Linked DNA regions of Mus musculus: all the other regions are linked to region 3. Evidence: chromatin contacts called from public Micro-C and promoter capture Hi-C data. All regions are on one chromosome and are shown on one strand. The core of a region is the stretch at or near the end of the contact, and the rest is flanking DNA. Distances in the headings are between cores, read along the strand shown.

Region 1 (3,560 bases), core at 423-2,922, 310 kb after region 3:
CTGCTGATACAACCTATATGCATGAGTAAAGGCACATTAAACAAAATTGAGATAGATGATTGATAGATGGTAGATAGATAGATGATGATTAATGATAGATAGATAGATAGTCCCAGAGACTAAACCACAAACCAAAGAATACACATGGAGAGACTCATGGCTTCAGCCGCATATGTAGCAGAGAATGGCCTTGTCGGGCATCAGTGGGAAGAGAGGTCCTTGGTCCTGTGAGGGCTCAATGATCCAGTGTAGGGGAATGCCAGGACCAGGAAGTGGGAGTGGGTGGGTTGGTGAGCAGGGGAAGGGATAGAGGGAAGGGATAGGGGGAGGGGGTTTTCAGAGGGGAAACCAGGAAAGGGGATAACATTTGAAATGTAAATAAAATATCCAATTAAAAAAGAAAAAAAAGACAGATGATAGATTGATGATAGATAGATAGGAAGGAAGGAAGGAAGGAAGGAAGGAAGGAAGGAAGGAAGGAAGGAAGAATAAATAAATCTGGGGCTGGAGAGATGGTTTAACAGTAAAGAGCACTTGCTGCTCTTGCAGAGGACCTGGGTTCAATTCTAGCACCCACATGACAGCTGGCAACTGTTCCTAACTTTAGAGGATCTGGTGCCCTCTTCTGGCCTTTGAGGGAATCAAACATGCAAGGTGCTTCAAAAATAATGCTGAGTCTTGTGTGTGTCTTTCACACAAGAGTAATGAGTCTTGTGTGAGTCTTTCACACAAGAGTAATGAGACTGTGTGATGTCCTTTGTAAATCAAATGTATGGTAGAAAAACCCAGAATTGTCTGTGGGGCAACTGGGCAAGGAGTAGGTGGGAACACTGTAGGGTAGATCCTGTGTTGGGGGGGGCATGGGGGGATTGATTGTTCTGCACCTTGGTAGGGGCTCCTCAGAACTCATGGAAGGACTGGGGTGTAGCCATGGGAGAACAACTGTTTTAGCACAATGGAGTCCCGAGCTCAACCCCCAAGAGCAAATATCTCAAGGAACACAAGATGTGCATTTTACTACTATCATGCAAATGTTGTATCATGTGAAAGAAAACCATAAGAAATGTCCCTAATATCATCCATGCTGAAGTATTTCACAGGGATAAAGTATTTAAACTGCCTAAAAATCTAAAAAGAGAGAAGTATGGATGGGTATTATAGCAAATATAATAAAATGTGTAGAGTAAATCTATATTATGACTAATACAGCTGTTGTAAAACTTCTTCCAGCTTCATGTACATTTGAATCTTTTTTCATTAGAAATGTTTTTGGGAAAATTGAGAGCATACACTCAAGAGATGTGTTTCTCACTGCATCTAAATGCCACGTGAAAGCAGAACAAAAGCTTAACCCTAACCAAACACTGAACTCTGTTTTTCCTAATGGCAGGCTGCTGAGGAATTAAGGAAATAACCTCTATTTCTTGAAAGTGCATCCATAATTGAAAACAACTGATGGTTGGGTGGAGTAGAGGGCTCTCCATCCCCGCTGTATTAATGCTAAAACAAGACAATGAAATGCTGAAGAGACTAGACACTGAGTCCATGTGTTGTCATACAATATTCGGTTACTTCTGGCATGTCTGTGATATGTTATATGCTTCCTAGTATGTTGTGGGAACCTCGGTGAGAGGGGAACGGCCTCCACATCTGTACAGAAAGTGGAAAAAACAAACACTGGGAATATGTAACAGCTGACCTCAGAGGACAATGACAACGTGGCAGGGGAGGACATTCTCTCTCTCCCTCCTGCTTGACCTCCAAGTTGAAGTCTACCTTTTCTTCTTTTTTTTAAAGATTTATTTTATGTGCATGAATGTTTTGCCTACTTGTGTGCATGTGCACTCTGTGCAAGCCCAATTCTCTCAAAGGCCAGAAGAGGGCGCCAGATCATCTGTTGTTAGGGACAGTTGCCAGCTGCCACATGGGTGCTGGAACCAAACCCAGATCCTTTGCAAGAGCAGCAAGTGCTCTTTACTGGTAAGCCATCTCTCCAGCCCCCAGTTCTATCTCTATCTCTGTCTCTATATCTCTATTAGTTAGGGTTTTACTGCTGTGAAGAGACACCATAACCAAGGCAACTCTTATAAAGGACAACATTTAATTGGGGCTGGCTTACAGGTTCAGAGGTTCAGTCCATTATCATCAAGGCAGGAGCATGGCAGCATCCAGGCAGACATGGTGCAGGAGGAGCTGAGAGTTCTACATCTTCATCTGAAGGCTGCTAGTGGAAGACTGACTTTCAGGCACCTAGGAGAGGGGCTTAAAGCCCATGCTCACAGTGACACACCTATTCCAACAAGGCCACACCTCCAAATAGTGCCACTCCCTGGCCAAGCATATTCAAACTCTCTCTCTCTCTCTCTCTCTCTCTCTCACACACACACACACACACACACACACACACACACACACACACACACACATCAAGCTATCAATCACCTATCTTATAAATTTATTTAATGTGTGTTTCCTCATGCATATATACTCTCACATGTGTGAGAGTGCTGAAGTCAAGAGGGAGCAGCTTGCAGGAGTGAGCTCTCTCCTACTCCAGGTCCTGGGGAATCACACTCCTGTGGTCGGGCTTAGCTGCAAGTCCTTTTACCCACTGACCCATCTTGCAAGCTTTAAATTCCATCCTTAGAGAGTCATTCCTTTAATTCTGAGTCATGTTGAAACTCCAGTAGTTGATCACACTTGGGCAAGCTGTGCCTAATCAACTCTGTTTTGTGCCTGATTGCTCAAGTGTGCACTCCTGTCTCTGCCCCCAACCCAAATCTGATTCTGAACAAAGATACCAGAACAAAGTGGCCCCTTTGTGTCCACACACAGCCTCTGCATCCTGAAGACAGTAGAGAAGATTGATGCAACCAAAACTGAAACTCTGGCTATTGCATAGTATTGAACCATGGTGACCAAAACACAGCCGAACTTTGAGGGTGTCCTGCTGTCAACTACCTGCAAATAAAAGCAAAGACACCCCAGGCTCCACACAAGGTTCCTAACAATTCCACAAGTCCCAAGGGAAATGCTCCCCAAATTCTGAAGTCCTTAGACCCCATCTCCTTTGCATCATTCCATTTCACCCCCATTCCAAAATGACTCCTCTATTTACAACATAGGTTTGTAACTAGACAGCCCACTCAAACCCAAAGTTACCAGAATCCTGTGTCTTAGTCAGACCATCTATGAAATGGGCACAATATTCATAGACTTATGTTGAAGAGCAGGTGATTTTATATATTAAACAATAGATGGTCCCTGACTGGTCTATTAAGCAATAGACTTCCTGACTTCATGGTGGTGCAATGTGCACTCAGTAGAACACACACTTTGACTTTGGCCTTTCCCTGGGCTGGGCTTTCCAAGGCAGCTATAATACAGAAACACAAGGAAACAGTCAGCACTCTGCAATGCCCTGTGATACTAAACTACATTTAGCAGGTTAAGTGTAGCAAATGTATTTCCTTATTGTGTTGTCCACATGCCCCGAACTCCTGGGCTCAAAATCTGTCCATCTCAGCTTTCCAAGTAGCCGTGAAATCCAGGAAAGGACC
Region 2 (3,443 bases), core at 4-2,503, 340 kb after region 3:
AGTGCCAGAACCAGAGGACCAAGCATTCACACATATAAGCCTATGGAGGCCACTCTCACTCAAGTCACCACTATATGAATCACATTTTAAGGGATGTATATATGTATATATGTGGGTATGTGTGTCTATATCAGATATGTTTGTCTGTTTTACACATTTGGAATCCTATGGAAACTACCTGACTTCTACAGTCTGATAACCTGTTTTTCCTTAGTGATGCTTTATGAACATTTTCTCTTGAGACAGGGTTTCTCTGCATAGCCATGATTGTCCTGGAACTCAGTCTGTAGACCAAGCTGGCCTTGAACTCACAGAGATTCTCCTGCCTCTGCCACCTGAGTGTGCGATTAAAGGCATGTGCCACCACTGCCCAGCTTTCAATGTAAACATTCTAAAGATAAACATGCTTTTATTTTTCATTGTGGAAAATATCAACTGTATCCCCAAATATGAACAATATCATAGTAAACCCCATGAATTCATCACTTGAGTTAAAATTATTAATCATTAAATATAATTAAGATACATACATATACATATATGATTACACTATAGTTGTCTTCAGACACACCAGAAGAGGGCATCAGATCCCATTACAGATGGTTGTGAGCTACCATGTGGTTGCTGGGAATTGAACTCAGGACCTCTGGAAGAGCAGTCAAGGCTCTTAATCACCAAGCCACCTCTCCAGTCCTTTAAATATAATTTTAATGACTCATATTCTAATGCACAAGTCTCACTTTGTGCATTAACCGATTTTATGGTAAGGAAAATTCACATTGATTTTCATTATCATAAATGACTGGAAGATAAGATCTGTCTGCATAGTTCTTTGTGTAACTATAAGATTGCATCAGGATAAGTTCTTACAAGTACAGTTACTTGACATAAGAAGGTGAGCATTTGTTATTTGTTGCCAAAGCTTGCTGTGTAACCATGTATCATATCCGACTATTATACTACCCTGTCCAACAGCAGTTATTCCTTAAACACACATTTGCCTGTTAGATGGGTCAAGTGACACACTAGCATGCTTGCTCTGCCACCACTCACTGTCACTCAAGTTCCATGCAAGAAGAGAGACCAACCATACCAGAGAGCTTTCCTGGGAGCTAAAAATCAAAATGAAACCAGAGAACATGTCCTTTATTTCACACACTTCTCCTATCTTACAAAAACACACCCTACCTACCTATCCCCACTCAGGTGATAAGGTACCTAGCATTTGTTCCCACCTTAAAAAGCCAGAATGTTTTATTTGACAACATTAGAGGCAGCTAGTAAATCTGGAAAAGGTTGCATCAGCCCCTGTCTGGGGTGAGAGCAAAGAACTGGATCAAAGGATTTGGAAATGCTTTAAAAAAAAAAAAAGATTGATTGATTGATTGTACATGAGTACACTGTACCTGTACAGATGGTTGTGAGCCTTCATGTGGTTGTTGGGAATTGAGTTTAGGACCTCTACTCTGGTCAACTCCACTTGCTCTGGCCCAAAGATTTATTTATTATTATAAATATAAATAAGTACCAGAAGAGGGCACCAGATTTCATTATGGGTGGTTGAGAGCCACCATGTGGTCACTGGGATTTGAACTCACGACCTTTGAAAGAGCAGTCAGTGCTCTTACATGCTGAACCATCTCACCAGCTCCAAAATGCCTTTCTGTGGGGAGCGGGTGCAGCAGTAGTCCTAAAATGGCGCCCAGGACTGCAGCCAAGTCTTATGACTTGCACCTGACTTCCTCATACACTGGAAAATAAGCCATGTCCATCGTGAGAGCTGCGCAGACGCACCATGACGCAAGATCAGGCCATTTGACGAAGGCCAATGAACTGAGATTACGCGGACTGGTCTGATGGGGCGTGGTTGAGGGGTTATATAAGGGATTGCGATTGGGGGCTAGAGGGAGATTCCTGCTTGCATGTTGAAAGGTTCCTGAATAAACTGCTTTGAGAAGAACGCTGTGTTGTCGCTCTTTTCTGCTGGTTGGAGACAGAAGGGACACCTTTCTATGTTCTTCATTAGTGTCCAGACTTTCACAGTTGGCAACATAATATCCACTTTTAGCTAAGTAAGGAGCTTCAGGACACAGGAAGGCTTCTGACATAACTAAAACTCCCTTAAAATTTCGCTCCCCATTCTCCCAGCTGGAGTCAAGAAGAAGATGTGTAAGGATGGCAAATCAGTCCAACACTGGACAGTAGCATCCAGAGAATGAAGGGCAAGGAGTGGCTACAGGGACAGAGTCCAAAGGGACATCTGGGTATTGGTGCACAAGCTTACACCCTCCTGGAAGGTTAACCTCACAAGGACAGACTTCTTATCTTTTGCAGGGCTGGGGAGATAGGTCAGTGGTTAAGAGCACTTGCTGCTCTTGAAAAAAACCCAGGTTTTGTTTCCCTGATCAACATGGTGCTTGCAAAGCCTCTGTAACAGCAGTTCTGAGGATCTGATGCCCTCTTCCAGTCGCTCTGGGCATCAGGCACACAGGTGGCACACGCAAATAAATGAAGGCAAAATATTCACACACATAAAATAAAAATAGTTTGAACTTTGGTCTTTTTGTGTGTGTATCCCAAGGTAAGAAAACAAAAAGCAAACCATAGCATATTATAGAATATGTGCTTAGTAAATATTCATTGGGTGGATTCATTAAAGCAGAAGATTGTAGGCTTATAGCCAGAGACATTGTTATATGTTATCCTTAAAGGCCAGAAGAGGGTGTCAGATCCTCTGGAACTAAATTCTAGGCAGCTGGAAGCTATGCGATGTGTCTGCTGACAATGGAAGTGTCCCCTGCCAAGCCAGGAATCACTCTTAACCACGAGCAATCTCTTCAGCACCCGTACTTAAAAGAATTTTATGAAAAAACAAAACAAACAAAACAAAACCCAAAAAGCAAGATGGAATCAAGTTTTCATAGTCCCTCCATTTCTTCACAGTGATCTGAATGTTTATGCCTCTCCAATAATTTTGTGTTGAAATTGTAATCCCCAATGTGCAGAGGCAGGATCTTCGTGGATTCGATTAAACCATGGGGTATGCCCAAGGGAACTGAACTCACTCACCCTTCAACCATCTGAGGACACGGATGACACCATCTGCAAACTAGACAGTGGGTCCTCATCAAGTGACAGATCTTATAAAAGAGACAGCCGCGGGGTTGGGGATTTAGCTCAGAGGTAGAGAGCGCTTGCTTAGCAAGCACAAGGTCCTGGGTTCGATCCTCAGCTCTGAAAAATCAAAAACAAAAACAGCGGCATGCTGAGCTTCCTAACACACCCAAAGCCAACCAACACTCAGCCTGTGTTAGTTAATAACGATTATCACCTGAACAGGCTTTAGAATCACCGAGCAGACACCACAGCCTCTGGACATGCCTGTGGGGGCTTTTCTAGATTAAGATGCTGTGGGAAGACCCACCCTAACCTCGGGCAGCACC
Region 3 (3,533 bases), core at 824-3,323:
TTTGCCTGGGCAAAGCATTTGACCAGTACATCTCTAAAATTTCCAACATCCCATGATTTCCTACAGAAAATTCACAAAAGACACTTTTTATGGCTAACTCTAGTTACAGGCAAATGCAAAGGAGGATGGATCTGTTTAAGTTGTCCTGGATAAATTTTAATGCATTTCATTGTACTTATCATCTCTACATATGTCCTAGATTTAGCCACATTAGTCTCTGCCTTTGTAGTCTTATCTTCTTCCCCACCTCCTTCTGCTTCTCTATGATCCGAGAGTTTACATTGAGGACAAACATAATTTAAGATGATCCCTCCCTTCCAAGATGTTGGCATTGAGGCTAGAGATGATTCCATAGTTAAGAGCACGCATTGCTCTTGCAGAGGATCTGGGTTTGGTTCCCAGCACCCACATGATAGTATATATACCACCATCAGTAACTACAGTTCCAGGAAATCTGATGCCCTTTTCTGACCTCTGTGAGCAACAAACACTAACATGGCATACATACATACATACATGCAGGCAAAACACTCATACACAAAAATAAATCCAAAATTTAAAAACAAATTCTTGATTTAAGTCACATATGCAAAACCTTTCTCAAAGACACTTCCAGGCTCCAGAGATTAAGAGCTAACTTTTTAGGTGGCCAGTATTTGGCTTGTAAGGCCATACAGTTAACCCCATGCCCTCTGGGGATAGGTGGTTTCGAAAAAGGCCCTTTTAAATGGATGCTATAGGTTTGTTTGTTTTTGTATTTTAAGTCAGGGTCTCTCTACATAGCCCTGGCTGGCCTGGAGCTCTCTATGGAGACCTCACAGAGATCTGCCTGCCTCTGCCTCCTGAGTGCTAGAATTCAAGGTGTGCACCACCACACCAGCTTTAGATTCTAGAGTTTTAAAGTGGATCACTCTAATACAGAAGAACAGAGTCACCCCCGAAACTAAAACAGCAAGCAAAGGCCTTGTAGATACATCAAATAAATCTTTAACAACTACATTTAGAGGGTAAACAGCCTCTAAATGTAGTTCACACTCAACTAAAATGAATAGATAACTGTATTAAAATTTAAAATATGGGACTGGAATGATGGCTAGGCCTTAGAGCACTTGCTGCCAGTGTCCAGGTCCCAGCACCTGCATGGCTGCTCAAAACCTTCTGTAAGTCCAGTTCCAGGGAATCCCACAACCCCTTCTAGCCACCACAGGCATCAGGCACCCACATGGTGCCCTTACACACAGGCAGGCAAAATACTAAATTAACATAAAATAAAAATACATCTTTAAAAAAATGAAAAACGTGGCACAGAGGTTGGCATTTCAGATCTCTGCCTCAACTTTCCCACTCCCATAGACCATAGGTATACACACATTAGCAGCCCTGTCTAACTCACCCTCTGGGAAGATTCAACACTCTGGACCTTTTTTTCTTATGTAGTTATCAGCCAAAACACACCGAGGAACAGCCCACACCACTTACTTGTTTTCTGCATTCCCGTGACCTTAAAGCCAACCTGACATTTAACAGGAGCAATGCCTAGGACCGCTCAATTGGGGACTTCTGCAAGTGTTGTGGGAAAGGAGGCTGTTGCTGAGGTGGAAAGTCTAGGACCTGAAGTGGATTATCAAGAGGCTACAGTCACACAGTCTCATGTGGGACGAAATACTGGTGACAGCCCGAGACTCCACTGTCTGTCCCCACAGTTTCCCATCTCTTCCAGAGATTCCCAGGAGCCAGGCCGGAACAAAAGTGAGCAGGGAGCAGTCCTGTTGGACTCAAAGAATTCTGCAAGTGACTCTGCAGTCACGAAGACCCAGGTTTCCCGCCACTGCCCCTGGAGAACAGGGACAGTGTACAAAGTGGAAAACAGCTGTACAAAGTGATTGGGCTGCTTCCACGTGTGACCATAAGGCCATGGAAAGTTCCAGAAGGAACAGGAGTCGATCCAGGTCCTCAAGGAGAACGACCCTTCCCTGTACCCCGAGGCGCACTCCGTCCGCATACCTGCTAACAACACCTAGCCCTAAGAGACCGGCCGCATGTCCGCGGGGGCCGCGGCCGCACCTGCGAGACCCTGTCGGCTCTCACTGCACCCGAGACCGCGACCCCGCGCAGCTACCTTACCACGGCACCCGACCGGCCACCTCGAGGCCTCGAGCTCCCTGCTTCTGCGGAGCGCAAGCCCGGTCTGACGGTTGGCGGCGAGGAACTTAGGGAGAAAGGGGGCGGGGTGTGAGGGAAGGGCGGGGCGTAAGGAGGGCGGGGCGTGAGAGAAGCCGGAAGGCTGAGGTACGAGAAAAGGCGGGGCGTGAGGAGGAGGGCTGGACCGGAGAGGGGAGAGGGGAGAGGGGAGGCTGAGGCAGAAGAAGAGGGGCGGGGCCTGAGAGAGCGCTGCCCGTGAGGGGGCGGGGCAGGCAGCCTGTAAGACCACGCCCCCGGACTGCTACGTGCTCCCCGCTCCCCTACCCCGTCGCCAAGGCAACCAGGGAGGCCCAACAAGCCACATTTCTTCGCTTACTACTGCCCTGCAACCCGGCTCCTTATCTAGCCTCACTCTCCTGTCGTCCTCACAAAGACCCCACAAAGATCCTCCCAGCTACCAAATGGCACAGATCCTCTCTGTTACCAGCGCTCAGAGAGAGGGGCAGGCTGACATCCTTATTCACATGTGCAGTCTACTCCCCCTAACCCACCCCACCCCTGCCTGTTCAAGCTAACAGAATAACTTGCATTTTGCAGCTCGCCTGTGCTTAGCCTGTGCTTTTAAGTTGCACTTCCGTCCGGACTGTTTTTTCAGGTTCAGAGTTCTTCGGATAACTGACCTTTCTGCCTTCGGAGAGCTGTTTCCTCTTCTGTGCTTCGGTTACTCTGTCGTTATAACGACTATACACTCAGACTCCAGCGTGCTGTTCAAATTAGCATCCCAAAGAAAGAGTTCCAAAGAGGCGGAAGATGAGAGATACAACCTGTAGCGTTTGTTATTGTTTTGAAGACAGAGACTCCCTACGTAGCCTAGGGTGGCCACAAACTTGGAATCCTTCTGCCTCTTAGACTATGCTCTTACAGAAGTGTATAGATCAACTTTTGCTTTGTGATGTTGGATTCTGTTAACTATCAAGGTTAAGTAGTACAACACATATACAGTGTATAAATTGACTATAAATATCAAACACTTTTATGTAATGCAGTTACAAATTGTAACCTTTTATGAAGTACCATTGAAGACTTTTGTCATACCGCTTACTGCCTTGGAAACAACTAGGACTATAGCGTCAAGTACATAAACAGGAAATTATAATCACTAAGCAGGACGATAAATGGCTAGCCTCTGTGACTAGACTGAAAACAAGTTCCAATTAGTTTCCTTTAAACCTTTTCATTTCTATCAAAACATAAGTGTGTTCTTTTGGCATAAAACATTTTAATTACCTAACACGTGACTCTTATTGCTGTCTCATTTTGTGTGTGTTTGTACCCTGAATAAAGTTTTTTCTTCTCTTGATCGGGCTATGTGACTTAGGAAGCCTCAGCCT
Region 4 (3,281 bases), core at 751-3,250, 370 kb after region 3:
CACACAGGTCACCATGCTTTGCTATCCAGTGCAAGGCTGTGTACCCAGTCAGGAAGTCTCTGTGCAAAGCCAGCTGGGGGTCCTCCCAGAACAAAGTCAGCACGTGAAGCCAGGAACCACTGGCAAGCCTCACAATCCACTCATGCTCCCTGGTGTCTAGAGGGACAAGGGGGGACCTGTGCTCAGAAGGTCTGTGGGGTATCAAGGCTGCAGATCCATCCCTGCTTGGGATCCATGAAGAGTGTGGCTGACTGGCCACAGCATTAGCATCTGCCAATTTCTGTACCAAAACAGCATCCACCCTTGGGCTGGGCAGGGCTCCTGCCTTGGAAGGTTTCCTGGACCGAGGTGGGCGCCGACTCCTTTTCCACAAGTCCTCATCAGGATGCTCCTCGTCTGAGGAAGAAGGAGATTTGGTTCTTCCTGTTCGAGAGCTCCTCCTGACAGACCTTCGGAACTTGAGGGCAGGGAAGGGCTCTTGGGGGTGGTCTCCAAGGCTTTTAGCCACTGTTGGGACCTTCCGAAAACTGGGCGCATTCCCTCTATATCCGAGGTCCCGCCGGATCAGGCAAGGGCTGTCGTTTGGTGGCAAAAACAGATCCTCAACTGGATCCCTGAGCTCCCCCCAGGAGGAAGTTCTCAAGACAGGTTGCAGCCCCTCTTCGGGGGTTCCGGGAGATTCTTTGGGTCCACTGCTGCTCTCCTCACTTCCATGGCTCTCTTGCTCCACAAAGTCATTCAGATCCTGGAGGGACAGCTGACAACGAATGCTTCGAAAGACGGTAGATGGAGCGTTCCCTGGCCAGGATTCTGAGGACTCATCGAGAACCACGGGAAGGAGAGAATGAAAAGACAGAGCGGGCTCTGGCAGCGCCGAGCTGGTCTCCGAGACCCCAAAGGCGGTTTCTGAAGGTAGCTGGAGGAAGTTGTCTGGCAACACCGACCAGGCGCGAGTGGGCGCCTGGATCTCGGGCTCAGGCACCTGCAGGTATCTGGCTACCCACTCTTGAGTGCGCTGGTGCTGTTGCTGCAGCTGCTGGGTTGAATGGTTCGGGGAGCCGGCGGTAAACAGCTCCAGTGGCTCTCTGGAGGGCGCCGGGTGGGGCGGGAGAGCAGGCGGGGACGTCGGGCTGCCAGCAGCCTCGACGGCGGTCGGAGGCCAGACAGGCGGTACAGATCCAGGCGCGTGCTCGGCGGCCTCTCCTTCCCTCAGCCACCCCGGAGCTCCGAGGTCATCCCGGGCAGGTGCAGCGCGCTCCGGCTTCTCGCAGGCGACTGCAGGGTCTCCGAGATCTTCTGGCAGCGGCTGTCCGGTGGACTGTCCCCAGCCGTTCTGCTGGCACTCCCAGCAGCAGCGTCCTCGCGTCCCCACAGCCGCACACCTGCCTCTGGCTTGAGCAGCCTCTGGCTCCGGTGTCCTCTGGTTCGGGCTGTCCTCCGGGCTGGGGTCTGGCCCGGCCACCTTCTGCGCGCTGCCACCTACGTCCACCTGGGTCCCCGCACCTGCCGGCGGCTTCTGCGGCTCCGGGTCACGGCGGCGGTGGCCCCGCGGCTTTCCATCTACAGGGCCCGGTCGCTGCAGGCCCTCCTCCCCCAGTAGGTCCCTGTACCTCCTCTTGAGCACCACGTACTTGGTGCCGTCGGGGTCCTGGCGCACTGCGGCCACCGAGTTCACGAAGCCCTTGAAGCGCTCGCGACGCTCCTGCAGCTGGCCTGGAGACACGTGAGGGTCGCGCAGGAAGCTCTTGAAGTGGCTCAGCAGCTCTGCGTTACGCACTCGGCCCCCGGCCTGGCACAGAAAGTCCAGCAGTGCCTCCTGGCTCAGCTCTCCGGCCATCGCTGCTGGGTCCTTAGTCCCTGGGGCGGCTGCGTCTCGAGCTCCCAGCGCACTTCCCCTTCGACCGAAACCCAGGCCTGGAGAGTGTCACCTGCGCCCAGGGTGGCGCCACCCGCCTCCATCAGCCGCGGAGGCCGGCGCCGCCCGCATCCCCAGGGCGCTCCAGGAGGGCCGAGGGTCCCTAGGGGCGGGTGCCCAGGCAGAGTCCCCGCGCGCAACCCTGGTGGCAGGGGGCGGCTCCTGGGCCGCCCCTGAACGACGCTGGCCTGTCGCAGCGAGTCCCCGCAGCGAAAGTTCCCGGGATAGGTCGGAGTCGGTTTCACCTGCGCTCTGGCTACGCCTCCTCCTGGGCTCTGGGGGAAGGGCTCAGCCCGCCTCCAGTACCTCCGCCTTCTGAAGTATCCCCCAACCCCCGCCACCCGTCCGGGGTGAGTCAGGCTGGTCACAGTCGCGGGCAGCGTGGGAGGTGAGGCCGAGGGCGAACTGAGCCGGAGGGGAACAGCTCTCCCGGGCGCGCAGCTACCCCGAGGCCTGGGAGATGTCAGGCAGGTAGGCGACTGGCTGTCCCTCAGAGTGCCCGCCAGGCTAGAAACTAAAGCAGAGGGAGGTCGACTAGGTCCCTCTCTCCCCGCGGCACGAGTTACAGCTAGAGTCTTCACGGGTCAGGGTCCAATAGATTGGCTCCCCGCTGTTTCTCTTTATTAGCTCGGTCTGGGGAGGGGCTCGGGGTTCCCAATTGCAGAATCCGGCGGGATCCGGAAAAAAAAAACCCACCGAGATCCAAACCAAATCTCTTTTAGTTTGTCGATAACAAGATACTGAGAAGGCGGCTCCCAGGACATTCTCTTCAAGGAGTTCAGACACACCTGCCTAAGTCTGTACTGAGAGCGAAATCACTCTGAAAGCTACAGACGAAGGTTGGGTTTTGCCTTTCATTTTCCGGCATCATTGTCTTATATTACAATGCTCAGTGCCAGAGGTGTTGGGGGAGGATTCGCTATCAGAGAGGTCATTTCCTAGGAAGCCAAAATCCAGAGGAATTATCTCCTTAGCTAAGGTATTTGATACCCAGAGTTATTTTTTTTTAATTTAGTCTAAGATTTGTGAAGAGAAGAGATTCGCTCCATCTGTTTCATGTTGACTTCTTTGTGAAGTCTTTGCTTTGAGAATGCAAGTTTTCCTCCACACATTTAAAATGTTGAAATCGCGACGAGGATTTGATTCCACCCCAGGAAAGGGGACGCTAGACTCTCTTGGTCTGTTGAAGGGCTGCTGAGTCCACCCTGATTCAAGTTTTTCTTTAGCCCCCTTTGAAGAGGGAAGAGTTAAGCCACAGCAGCACACTTCATCCATAAAGCCCTACATTTCTGTCTGGTCTGGGTGACTCTCTTTCTTCTTTATCTTGAGTTGATTTGCATACTGTCAACAGTACCTATCTCTTGTA
Region 5 (3,364 bases), core at 249-2,748, 290 kb before region 3:
TCTCGTTCAAACAGCTGCCATGTGGGTTCAAGCCAGTATTTTCCATTGCTGAGCCTTAGCTCAAGCCCCCAAGACAAATTTCTTATTTAAAAAAAATGAGAGCATGGGAGATAGAAAATGCTTGCCTTGTAAGTGAGAAGTTCTGAATTCAGATCCCCAGCCCACATAGAAATCAGAAGCCAAGAGGGTCCCTGGAGCTCACTTGCCACCCAGCCTAGCAAAGTCATTTTAGGTTCAGTGAGGAACCCTGTCTCAGAAAACGAAATGGAAAAAACACTGTGACCAAAAGCAACCTGGGGTCATCTTGTTCATCTCTAAGGGAGGTTAGAGCGAGAACTCAAGCAGGGCAGGAACCTAGAGGCAGGAACTGATGCAGAGGCCATGAAAGAGGGCTGCTTACCAGTTTCCTCATGGCTTGCTCAGTCGGCTTTCATTGTGGGACCACACCCACAATGAGCTGGATCTTCCCCAACCAATGAATTGTACTAGGCTAATGGGATCTCTCTCTCATTCTCTCTCTCTCTCTCTCTCTCTCTCTCTCTCTCTCTCTCTCTCTCTCTCATAGATTTGTTTATATGACTACACTTTAGCTGTCTTCAGACACACCAGAAGAGGGCATCAGATCCCATTAGGAATGAATGGTTGTGAGCCACCATGTGATTTGCTGGGAATTGAACTCAGGACCTCTGGAAGAGCAGTCAGTGCTCTTAACCTCTGAGCCATCTCTCCAGCCCAGGGGGCCAGGGGTGGGGGGTGTGTTTTCTCAATTGAGGTGCCCTCTTGCCAAATGACTCTAGCTGGCATCAAGGCGACAGAAAACCAGCCAGCATCTGTCCTTGTTCAAAGAGTGTTCTAGATGCTGGCATCCCCAGCTTCCTTCCTGCCAGTGTTCTCGGTTGGACTTTCATTGGCCTTCGTTTATCCTGAGCAGTTGTTACCTGATTGGGTCTGGGGACACACACATAGTAGTGACTGCCAAACCAGCTTCAGTACTGTGCTCAGCTTGTTTGTGTGTCTCAGTGCCTGGCGCAGTACCTGAACCGCAGTCAGCTGGTTGAGTGGTGATAACCATCACTGTTGACAGTGTTTAACAAGTGAGCCCCCTTGCTGTGGGTGTCATCTAATAGAGGACAGTCCAGCCTTCCCTCTAGCATATGAGTGTCAAAGGCTCAGTTGTTGGGAACTGACCACCCCGCCACCCTACCCACCCAGTCCCATTCCCCCAACTACACACACACACACACACACACACACACACACACACACACACACTGCTCCAAAGGAGTCCAGGGCTGGGTTCAGAACTGAGCATGCTCTGTGGCGGGGGACATTGCTGTGGATTCACAGACCTCTTGGAGACTTAGTGTTAACAGCAGTGGTTCCAGGGCAGAGTGTGGCGACCGACCGGATATAAATAGCAGGGCAGAAGTTGACTAATGAGCCACTGCCAAGCTACCACTAGGGGTGTTATAAAAAGAAAAGCATTCCCAGGCAGCTCACTGTCAACAACATCCTATCCTGGAGGGAAGTTCTCCACAGCAGAGTGGGAATCCGGTGTGAGACAGGGCATCATTTAAACTTCCTGCAGAGGCACAAACGCCAGGTAAACATTTTGATTTATTTGCACCCAAACTGCAGAAAGGAAGACCAGGGAAACCCTGGCCCACGGCTGGCTTGGCACGTGCTGCCCATGGGTATTCCTTAGACTTTTTGAGAGGGAAGTTTGACACAGAGTAGCATCTTAAAATAACTACAGATATTTTAATAGCTTTAGATAAAAGGACTGCTTTTGAAGACAGGAACCTGGGACCTGGATGGATTACAACAAGAAAGACTGCCCTTCCTTCCCCTATGCTGTTTATTATCTCATTCAGAATCCAGATGATGATGTTTGGTTAAAAAAAAATACAGGAAAATAGAGGCTTCATTTGAGTTACAGCAATGGCAGCAGCTTTGCTGGAGCATTATGTATGTGAGAGACCGGAGGCTAACAACCTGTGTCACTGGTTGAGTCGGTTAATGGCTCCGGATAGCTTCAGCCAGTGAGGATTCTTGCCCTCCTGTCTATCCCTTACGCTGCCACAAATACCGGAATGGGTATTGGGCGCCCAGCCAGGACAATGATAGAATCTTGTTAGAATCACTGCCTTCGAAGGGCTCCTGAGTCTGTTCCTATCGTCAGGACATTCCACACTGGCTCGACCTCTGGCTTGTGTTGATTGTGAAGAGTTGGAGGAGGGAGGTCACCTCAGGCGAACAGCTTTGTACTGCTGCTGACCTCATGTCTCCGCTCCCACCCAAGTGGGCATGCTCTAACTTGCAAAGCGAACGGAAGAGCGGAAGCTTCACATGGGAAAGTTTCTAGACCATTCTTAGAAACTGGGAGTGAGAATGAGAGCATGGTGGTTTTAGTTTGTGTTGTTTCCTGTGAGTGCTCAGGGGACATTTAGAGATTGGGAGGAAAAGGTCTCTCTGGAGGGAGAGGTCTGTCTAGAGTTATGTGGAAGTAGACTTGGAAGCACTAAAGTTCTCTGCAGTTTTGCATTGACATCTCTAGAACAAACTGTTAGACACCTGGATAACATTGAATGCCTCTTATAGTCATAGGAATGTATTTGATAATCACTGCGACTATCACAATATCTATCCAGAATGAAAAAATATGCAACATCACCTTATCCAGTTCCGTTTCCCTAAACCCTCTTTGTTAAGTTTACTGAATTAACGTTTTTCATTCTAATCCAGACGTGAAAAATGAAGATGGGACATTTTGAAATGGTCACCACGCTGCTGGCAGCCGCAGTTCTAATGGACATCTTCCAGGTAATGAAGGGAACGGGAAGCATGCTCGCTCCCTGGGCTGGGAACCCTGTAACACAGCCTGAGGCATCTCTGCAGACTGAGAGGAGCCAGAATAGGCAAATGAACTTGTTGGAAGCAGCTTTTCCTTTATTTTGCAGGTTACACATGTGGTAAGTGTAGAAAATTTAAATTAAGCAAAGAAGACAGAAAAATTCAACCACAAACTCCCTCACTCAAAGGGATCAACTCTTGGGGGATTGTGTAGATAGCCTAGGTGGTTTCTCTCTCTTTGTGTATAATTTAATTAAAAATATGGTACTTTTAACCTTGCCTACAGCTAATACTACACGGCATTTCCATGTAAATAAATATTCTGGCCATATCGTGTGTTCTCCAGATAATGCCAGTGTTGATTCCATGTTTGTTATATAAACTAAGTAACGGCTATTCCCTGGTTTATCTTTTTACTGGCAGAAATTTTATCGTGTTATTTGCAGTTCAATATTTAAAAGCAGTAAACATACTTTATGAGTGGCCTGAAACAGGTATCTCACTTGCCTTC
Region 6 (3,638 bases), core at 359-2,858, 390 kb after region 3:
CTATGACTTTTGATCTCTTTCCTAGGTTTTCTACCTCCAGGGTTTTCTCCCTTTGTGATTTTTTTTACTGTTTCTATTTCCATTTTTAGATGCTGGAAGGTTTTGTTCAATTCCTTCACCTGTTTGGTTGTGTTCTCCTGTATTTCTTTAAGGGAGTTATTTATGTCCTTCTTAAAGTCCCCTATCAACATCATGAGATGTGATTTTAAATCAGAGTCTTGCTATTCTGGTGTGTTGGAGTATCCAGGGCTCACTGTGGTGGGAGAACTGGTTTCTGATGATGCCAAGTAGCCTTGGTTTGTGTTGCTTATGTTCTTGTCCTTGCCTCTCACCATCTGGTTATCTCTGGTGTTAGCTGGTCTTGCTGCCTCTGCCTGTGGCTTGTCCCTCCTGCAAGCCTATGTGTCAGTACTCCTGAGAGACCAGTTTTCTCTGGGAGAAATTTGGGTAAGGAGAGCTGTGGCATGGCGTGCAGACAGAAATGGGAAGGATCCTGTCCCTGGCTGTTCCTTGGTTCCTGTATCCTGAGGTCTCTGAGCGGCTCCATCGGAGCAGAAGTGATGGTCTTACCTATGCTCACAAGCTTGTCCACACTCCTCAGAGACTCACTCTCTCCCAGCGGTATTTGGGTATGGAGTGCTTTGTCTCAGGATCTGCTCTGGGTGCTGTGGCACAGGATCAGCTCCAAGCTTATGATATAACAAAACCATCTATCTCTATTTAGTCTTGGTCTCTGGTTTCTCCTAAAAACCTTGCAAATTCTGTAGTAACAGGTGTGTCCTTGGTCATTCCTAATGTCTTTTGAACATGTTCTAATTTAGTGACTCAGAATAGACCTTTAGGTGGGCTCAGCAAGGTGCTAGTCACACCAGGAAGATGGAGAACATGACTAGAGGGCTGGAGATGTCAACTCCCATTAACTAGCTGCTTTTCTTGTCACTGTGACAAAACACCTGACGGTTTCAGGAGACAGAGTTCATCTGGGCGAATGGAGTGTACTTGTCAGAACTTGTGGGAGCCTTAGGTGGTATCTCCTCTGTAAGCTTAGATTTCTTTCAAAACTACTTTTAATAAGGCTTCTTAAATGATTTAACCTCCCTTCTAGTCCACCACCCACCAGAGGTAGTGGAAAAGAAAGGTTATTAGGATATGGGGGAAGTAGACCTGTTTAGAAATTGTTCTTTGGCGCAAATCCCATCTACATTGTCAGGAAATCAGCAGTTCAATTCATAAGATTCAGCGTCAGTGGCTTGATCCACTCACAAACACTTCACGGATATACCCAGCAGTGCAGTTCAGTAGTGTTGAGATAGCAAACAGGAATCAGCAGCGGTGGCATGACCTAGCAGAAACAGCCAGGCCTCAGCCAAATTGGCATGACTCAGCAGGAGGGATTATACTAGGAGAAGTTCTTTGCTGTGCCTCTCTCTGTGCCTATGTGTCAGTACTCCTGAGAGATCAGTTTTCTCTGGGAGAAATTTGGGTAAGGAGAGCTGTGGCACAGGATGCAGACAGAAATGGGAAGGATCCTGTCCCTGGCTGTTCCTTGGTTCCTGTATCCAAGGAACCAAGTGAAGCTAAGTAAAGACTTGAGATCAAGAAGCATTGCAAAGCTAGATATCCAAGCTTCCGCACGGTCCACTGAATCCTAGTTATAGTCCCTTCAAACATCAGGTGTCCTCCATGGGTCTTGCCTTAGCAAGCCTGTCTTAGCAAAACTCCACATGAGTCTCTATCAGCTAACAGTTGGCTCAAGTCCACAGAAGCAGCAAGAACACCACCAGAGGTTTGTTGTTGTTGTTGTTGTTGTTGTTGTTGTTGTTTTCTTGTGCGTTTCTCTCTATGGAATCACAAAAAACAGAGTCCAGTAATACAAATGTAAGGCAAACCAATACATGCATGTAATTAGCAAAGGATCCATCACACATCTTTTGATGTGCTTGCTTTAGCAAAACATCATCCTACACAACTGACTTTCCAATGAAACCAGAAGTTTCTACTTCACTGCTACTCACATTTTAGTGGATTAGAAAGCAAAGAAATGGGCCAGAAGCAGAACCAAACCCAAGACCCATTCGCAAGAAGCCTAAGTCCACAGCTAGGTCCCTAGCTCCAAATGTTCCATAACCTTCCAAACCAACAAGCACCACCAGCCAGAGGCCAAATGTCCCAAGACATGAGTCTGCAGTGACATTTCAGTGACATTATAACATCTCCTTCCAATTCTAGGGAAGAAAGTGGGGCCAGAGAATGAATTGAGTCACATGATTAATAGTTATCCCAGTTGATTACATGTGACATGGGAGGGGGCACACACCAAGGACAGAGCTCCCACCTCTGTGGAAAGCCTTTTGGGGTACCGCTTGGCAGGAGTCTGACACTGGCTAAGGACAAAGAACTAGGCTTCAGGCAAGATTTTGGGCTTGGACGAGGAAGCGGGCTCAAGTATTTTGGTTATTATGACAAGCCTTCCCCCCAACTCCCGCCCCCACAGACAGGGTTTCTCTGTATAGTCCTGGAACTCACTTGGTAGACCAGGCTGGCTTTGGACTCAGAAATCTGCCTGTCTCTGCTTCCTGAGTGCTGGGATTAAAGGCGTGCGTCTATGACAAGCCCTTTTAAACAACTGTCATGGGAGTAATCATTTGCTGCTTTGTTAGTTCCTTATTGTACTGCTTGCCCAAAATACTTGCATGTAATTAAAATTGTATAAAAAGTGGATTGGAAAATAAAAATTTGCCTTCAGTCTCAGAATTGACTGGGGTCACGCTACAATGTTGTCTAACTGTCTTTTTTCTTTTTAATCCTCACTCCCACATGGGAGAACCTGTTGATTGAGTGGGCTTGGTCACACCTCTCCTTCAGACTTCACCCAAATCATCTTTAATATGAGACTGCTTCCAAAGCTGGGCATGGTGCATTTACCTGTTATCCCAGCAGAGGTAGGGGAGCAAAAGTTCCTGCCTAACCTCCTCTATATAACACGTTTATGTCCAGCCTGGGCTACAAGATTCCCTGTCTCAGAATAACAACAACAACAACAACAGCAGCAACAGTAAGAGAAACCAAGGAAACAACAGCACAAGTCAAACATGTGGCTGTTTTGTTGTTGTTGTTTTGAGACAGGGTTTCTCTGTGTATCCCTGGCTGTCCTGGAACTCACTCTGTAGACCAGGCTGGCCTCAAACTCAGAAATTCGCCTGCCTCATGTGGCTATTTTTCAGTTGTATCATTTACAATAGGATGGTGCTCAGCACATGTAGGATCCAGTGAGTGAGTTAGTCCTCAATCCTGAAGCAGAGTCTCCGGAACCCCGAGTTGATAGCCACACTGATTAGTAAGCACCATGGATCACCCCTAGGATTACCCAGGCTGGTGTCTACCATGTGGGTCCTGACCTGTGTGGCCTGTGCAACCCACAGGTACTGTGAGAACTGAGTGTAATTACTGGGCACCCAACTAGTGCAGAGGAAGTAATGAAGCAAACTGGGGCAGGGAACATGTGAACATTATGTGTAACCTTAGTGAATACTACCAGCAAGTACTAAGATCTTGAATAATCAAATAGAAGCTGTTGTGTTACTAGAGACCCTTCTTCAGGTCAGATTCAAGTATTGACTCTTTTAAGGTTTACTTAT
Region 7 (3,347 bases), core at 770-3,269, 450 kb after region 3:
GAGTGAGTTTATGTGTACCACATAAGTAGAAGAGCCCACAGAGGCCAGAAGAGGTTGTCGGATGTTCTGAAACTAGAGTCTGAGAAGCCATTTGGATGCTGGGAACCAAACCTGGTCCTCCGTAAGAGCAGCAAGTGCTCAGACTCTCAGCCATGCCTCCTGCTCCATTTTTGACTCTCTGGGGCACGGTCTCTTTGTAGCCCATGGGAAGTAACACTGTAAAGAAAAACAAAAGCTGGTTTTATGTATTGACTTCACATATAGGCTTTTGGAGACTACATCTCCTATAGGACCATGGAAAGTAGCTTAAGAACAGAGTACAGTTTTCTTTCTTTCCTCTTGGTCCCTCTTATGGATGATGAGACTAAAGGCCAGAGGGATGATAGTAAATGTTTTGAGTAGTCCGTACCTCAGGTGGATACTTCACTGCTACCATGAGGCCCTGGGTTCAATCTGTAGTATTTCCAACATGATGGTGATGGTGGTGGTTGTGATGATGATGGTGATTGTGGTGATGGTGATGATGGTGGTGAAGCTGACTGCAGGGTCAGCACTGGAAAGCCTTGGGAGATTTTTGGCTGTGGAGCACAGTGGTGGACCTAGCTTCCTTCTTGTGCCTATTTGTTTTGCGTGAGGTAGGCCCAGCTACACAGTCTCGTGTGGACTGAGGTGGAAGAGTCCAGTATTCTAAAGGAAGTGTTTGGTGGGAGAGGAATGGAAAGTGTGGGAAAAGGCTCGAGAGAATGACGGCTGATTTTCACTGGCAAGCTTATACCATGTTATGTAAATGTGTGATTTGAAATTTATTTAAAGTTGGTTTTAAAATATGCTTCCATTTTTTGCACTGCTCTTATGGGAAAATATTAATGCTTAAGTTAGATGACACCTGGATGCGATTTCCAAAGCCTGGGCAAGTTCTTGTAAGGGCTCCGGGGATGGATTGCAGGCAGATAAACGCAGTTCTGTGTTGGTTCCCTAGTGGCTGTCCCCTTGAACTTTGTTCCCAATTGTGAGCGGCAGGAAAGTGCATGTAAAAGAATGTGAGTGAATTAAAATGGCTGCAGAAATGGGAGCCTAGGTAAATAAATTATCAACTGAAACAACTTAAAAGAAACACCACTAAGCCCAGGCTAGCCCAAGCTAGCCCAGGCTGTAGGAACATAAGTGTTCATGGGAGTAAAATATTACTAGCAACAAAATTTTTCTTTTTTTCTTTTAAATTTATTATTATTGTGCATATGTGTGTACTTGATGGGAGAACACGAGTGTAAGTCATGGAGTTGGTTCTTTCCTTCTGTCTTTACATGGGTCCTGGGAATTGAACCCAGGTCAATAGGCTTCTGTGGCAAGTGACTTTATCTACTGAACCATCTTGTCAACCCTATAGGTTTGTTTTTTTTTTTTTATGTAAGCTCAGAATTGTATAATAATGTTCCATCAGCAAACCTGTGTTTGTGTGTGTTTGTGTGTGTGCACGCGCCTGTCTGTCCGTGTGCATGCCTGTATGCACCAAGTAGTGAACATCCTTCTCTCCTCCTCCAACAGAATGTGGGAATGACTCTGGACCTCCCTTCTTTTCTTTTTCTTTATTAACTTGATGAGGTGGCGGTTTCTTCCATGTGGGAGGTAGGAGTCTGGATAGTTGTTCTCCTTACTGCCCAGAGGGGCTTGGCCACACCTCTGTGCTGTTCATCCGTGGGGTCTGGTGGAAGCAGAGGATGTGATAGGAATTTCCCTGCTTAGCCATGTGGTTTGCATCAGTCTGCTTATTGACCTCGCCCTTTTCTTTCCTCTCTGCCACTGCTTGCTCTTGCTTCACTCAAGAGAAGAGAGGCACCTTGGTGAGCTTGCGTGAGTGAGAGTGAGCATGGTTGCCACAAGCTGCTCCATCACTTACAAGTTATAATTTTTACTCCTTTTTAGCTTTTGTTTGTTTTTGGGGGATCAGGGCCACGTGTAGCTCAGATTGGCCTTGAACTCACATTCCTCTTGCCTCAGCCTCTGGAGGCCTGAGATTATTTGTGTGCACTCTCATCCCAGCCCCCAGCTTTCTGTGTGTGGGCACAGTAAGGAACCCATTCCAGCAACAGCTGTGGGCCCTCCTCAGCTTCGCTGCTCTCTTCCTGCCTGCTGGGACCCTGCCCTTAGCATGCACTGTTCTCTCCATCTAAGCTGCCTGGGGTCTGTGGAGTATGACTAGGAGCCTTCGAAGTCCTCCGTCTCAGAGGAGAGTGCAATACTCCCAGTGCTCTACTACGGTCAGCATATATCTGTGCTACTCTTGTTTATAAAAGGCTACTGAGAACTGGCTTTAGAGACTCCCTAGGGCTGCTGATTCCATGGTGACAAGGATTTTGCTGCGCTTGTTTGTTACTTACTCCTTACACAACAGTCGGGGGCCGAGCATTGGAGGAGTCCTTACTAAAGCATATGTCTAGAGCGGTCACATACTGGTTTTCTCCCACTTTTCAAAGCCCCATTTACACTTGACCCCTATCGTATGCTTGATGCAGTTCAGTCCATACCAATCGCTGTGGGTCCTCTCCCTGTATCCTACCTTGTATTCTGTTGGGCAAGGCAGGTTGTATAGACTTTGTGACGATGTACTCTCTGCCATTCACTGTCTGTAAACATATAGCCTTTTTTTTTTAAATAGGTGGTTTGTATTATAGTAGGTAAAGTTCAAAGTAAGATGAGTAAGAAACACTGGATTCCTGAATTTGGGAGACACGTGGCTAGTCGGTAGTGGTGCACTCCTTTAATTCCAGCACTCTGGAGGCAGATGCAGGTGGATCTCTGTGAGTTCAAGGCCAGCCTCATCTACAGAGTGAGTTCCAGGACAGGCAGGGCTACACAGAAAAACTCTGTTTTGAAACAAACAAAAACCAAGAAATACTCTTCTGGGACGTCGACAAGTATGAAAATGTAGTGTACTGTTAGTTTACAGATATGGTGGGCATCTGTAAGGAATATATAAATATAAGGAAGTGAGAGACGCTCACTGAAGAATGTGGTGTTCTGCTTACAGGATGCACAGGTGCCATGTGGGGCGCTGCAGAAGTGGGTATCCTTTGAGAAGATCTGATTTTAATTGTGCAGTGTAAGGTGTGAGTGTTGGGAATCGGGTAAAACTGGTTTAGACTCTGGCTTTGCCATTTAAGTGAGTTTGGTTTCCCCATCTGTGAAATAGAGGTCCAAACCATCCGCTTCACAGGGAATGAAGCAGATTTTTCTTAAGGGCTGGATCTGCCTGTAGCCGTGACTGTTCCTTGCCTGAGGAAGGAGGATTCCACTGACACCCTGAAGGGTGGATGGTGTGGCAGCCTCGGAGATCCTGCTGGCCTTTG

The links. Promoter capture Hi-C pulls out the DNA fragments that hold promoters and counts their contacts. Hi-C and Micro-C count contacts between places; a contact is called where the count stands out from the background.
Region 1: a contact with region 3 is called in a Micro-C map of granulosa cells, with 2.1 times the contacts expected there. The contact joins the enhancer-like site here to the promoter of Ccdc158 in region 3. A contact is called at or near these places in 25 of 39 promoter capture datasets (the 3T3-L1 cell line, 3T3-L1-derived adipocytes, the C10 cell line and 15 more), 5 of 15 datasets of contacts at CTCF or cohesin (embryonic stem cells, large pre-B cells, pro-B cells and 1 more), 33 of 484 Hi-C or Micro-C datasets (the G1E-ER4 cell line, the HL-1 cell line, Th1 cells and 7 more), 11 of 115 datasets of contacts at active chromatin or transcription factors (embryonic hindbrain, embryonic limb bud, embryonic stem cells and 1 more) and 5 of 9 other capture datasets (adipose tissue, embryonic stem cells, embryonic tail and 2 more).
Region 2: a promoter capture Hi-C map of liver shows a contact between it and region 3. The contact joins the enhancer-like site here to the promoter of Ccdc158 in region 3. A contact is called at or near these places in 16 of 39 promoter capture datasets (the 3T3-L1 cell line, 3T3-L1-derived adipocytes, the C10 cell line and 9 more), 1 of 484 Hi-C or Micro-C datasets (embryonic stem cells), 6 of 115 datasets of contacts at active chromatin or transcription factors (embryonic basal ganglia, embryonic stem cells, epiblast stem cells and 1 more) and 2 of 9 other capture datasets (adipose tissue and embryonic stem cells).
Region 4: a promoter capture Hi-C map of liver shows a contact between it and region 3. The contact joins the promoter of Sowahb here to the promoter of Ccdc158 in region 3. A contact is called at or near these places in 16 of 39 promoter capture datasets (the 3T3-L1 cell line, the HPC-7 cell line, HPC-7-derived erythroid cells and 9 more), 6 of 484 Hi-C or Micro-C datasets (the HL-1 cell line, embryonic stem cells and nephron progenitors), 4 of 115 datasets of contacts at active chromatin or transcription factors (embryonic forebrain, embryonic stem cells and stem cell-derived neural progenitor cells) and 2 of 9 other capture datasets (embryonic stem cells and pancreatic islet).
Region 5: a promoter capture Hi-C map of embryonic stem cells shows a contact between it and region 3. The contact joins the promoter of Art3 here to the promoter of Ccdc158 in region 3. A contact is called at or near these places in 9 of 39 promoter capture datasets (cranial neural crest, embryonic stem cells, liver and 4 more), 1 of 484 Hi-C or Micro-C datasets (B cells), 3 of 115 datasets of contacts at active chromatin or transcription factors (all in embryonic stem cells) and 3 of 9 other capture datasets (adipose tissue, macrophages and pancreatic islet).
Region 6: a promoter capture Hi-C map of liver shows a contact between it and region 3, with 3 times the contacts expected there. The contact joins the enhancer-like site here to the promoter of Ccdc158 in region 3. A contact is called at or near these places in 13 of 39 promoter capture datasets (3T3-L1-derived adipocytes, the HPC-7 cell line, HPC-7-derived erythroid cells and 7 more) and 1 of 9 other capture datasets (liver).
Region 7: a contact with region 3 is called in a promoter capture Hi-C map of second pharyngeal arch cranial neural crest. The contact joins the enhancer-like site here to the promoter of Ccdc158 in region 3. A contact is called at or near these places in 11 of 39 promoter capture datasets (3T3-L1-derived adipocytes, the SN4741 cell line, cranial neural crest and 5 more), 6 of 115 datasets of contacts at active chromatin or transcription factors (embryonic basal ganglia, embryonic forebrain, embryonic hindbrain and 3 more) and 3 of 9 other capture datasets (embryonic stem cells, embryonic tail and embryonic trunk).

What each region holds. Positions count from the first base shown.
Region 1 is chr5:92,982,244-92,985,803 of GRCm38.p6, forward strand. No RefSeq gene overlaps it. Among named protein-coding and RNA genes, the nearest start is that of Gm36764, 25 kb to the right of the region's middle. Within about 2 kb of position 1,673, at least 32 of the 459 cell types and tissues checked have an H3K27ac peak or open chromatin away from gene starts, as enhancers often do. A contact at or near this core is called in granulosa cells, where this site is marked.
Region 2 is chr5:93,015,133-93,018,575 of GRCm38.p6, forward strand. No RefSeq gene overlaps it. Among named protein-coding and RNA genes, the nearest start is that of Gm25521, 3.7 kb to the left of the region's middle. Within about 2 kb of position 1,254, at least 4 of the 459 cell types and tissues checked have an H3K27ac peak or open chromatin away from gene starts, as enhancers often do. A contact at or near this core is called in liver, where this site is marked.
Region 3 is chr5:92,673,054-92,676,586 of GRCm38.p6, forward strand. Ccdc158 (coiled-coil domain containing 158) reads right to left here and starts at 2,074. Exons shown (of 25, transcript NM_001360018.1): 1 at 2,005-2,074.
Region 4 is chr5:93,043,022-93,046,302 of GRCm38.p6, forward strand. Sowahb (sosondowah ankyrin repeat domain family member B) reads right to left here and starts at 2,001. Exons shown (of 1, transcript NM_175270.4): 1 at 1-2,001. The coding sequence starts at 1,837.
Region 5 is chr5:92,385,389-92,388,752 of GRCm38.p6, forward strand. Art3 (ADP-ribosyltransferase 3) reads left to right here and starts at 1,499. Exons shown (of 10, transcript NM_001370591.1): 1 at 1,499-1,603; 2 at 2,746-2,823. The coding sequence starts at 2,755.
Region 6 is chr5:93,059,698-93,063,335 of GRCm38.p6, forward strand. No RefSeq gene overlaps it. Among named protein-coding and RNA genes, the nearest start is that of Gm22915, 12 kb to the right of the region's middle. Within about 2 kb of position 1,609, at least 8 of the 459 cell types and tissues checked have an H3K27ac peak or open chromatin away from gene starts, as enhancers often do.
Region 7 is chr5:93,122,497-93,125,843 of GRCm38.p6, forward strand. The region is part of intron 1 of Septin11 (septin 11); the gene reads left to right. Among named protein-coding and RNA genes, the nearest start is that of Septin11, 31 kb to the left of the region's middle. Within about 2 kb of position 2,020, at least 39 of the 459 cell types and tissues checked have an H3K27ac peak or open chromatin away from gene starts, as enhancers often do. A contact at or near this core is called in second pharyngeal arch cranial neural crest, where this site is marked.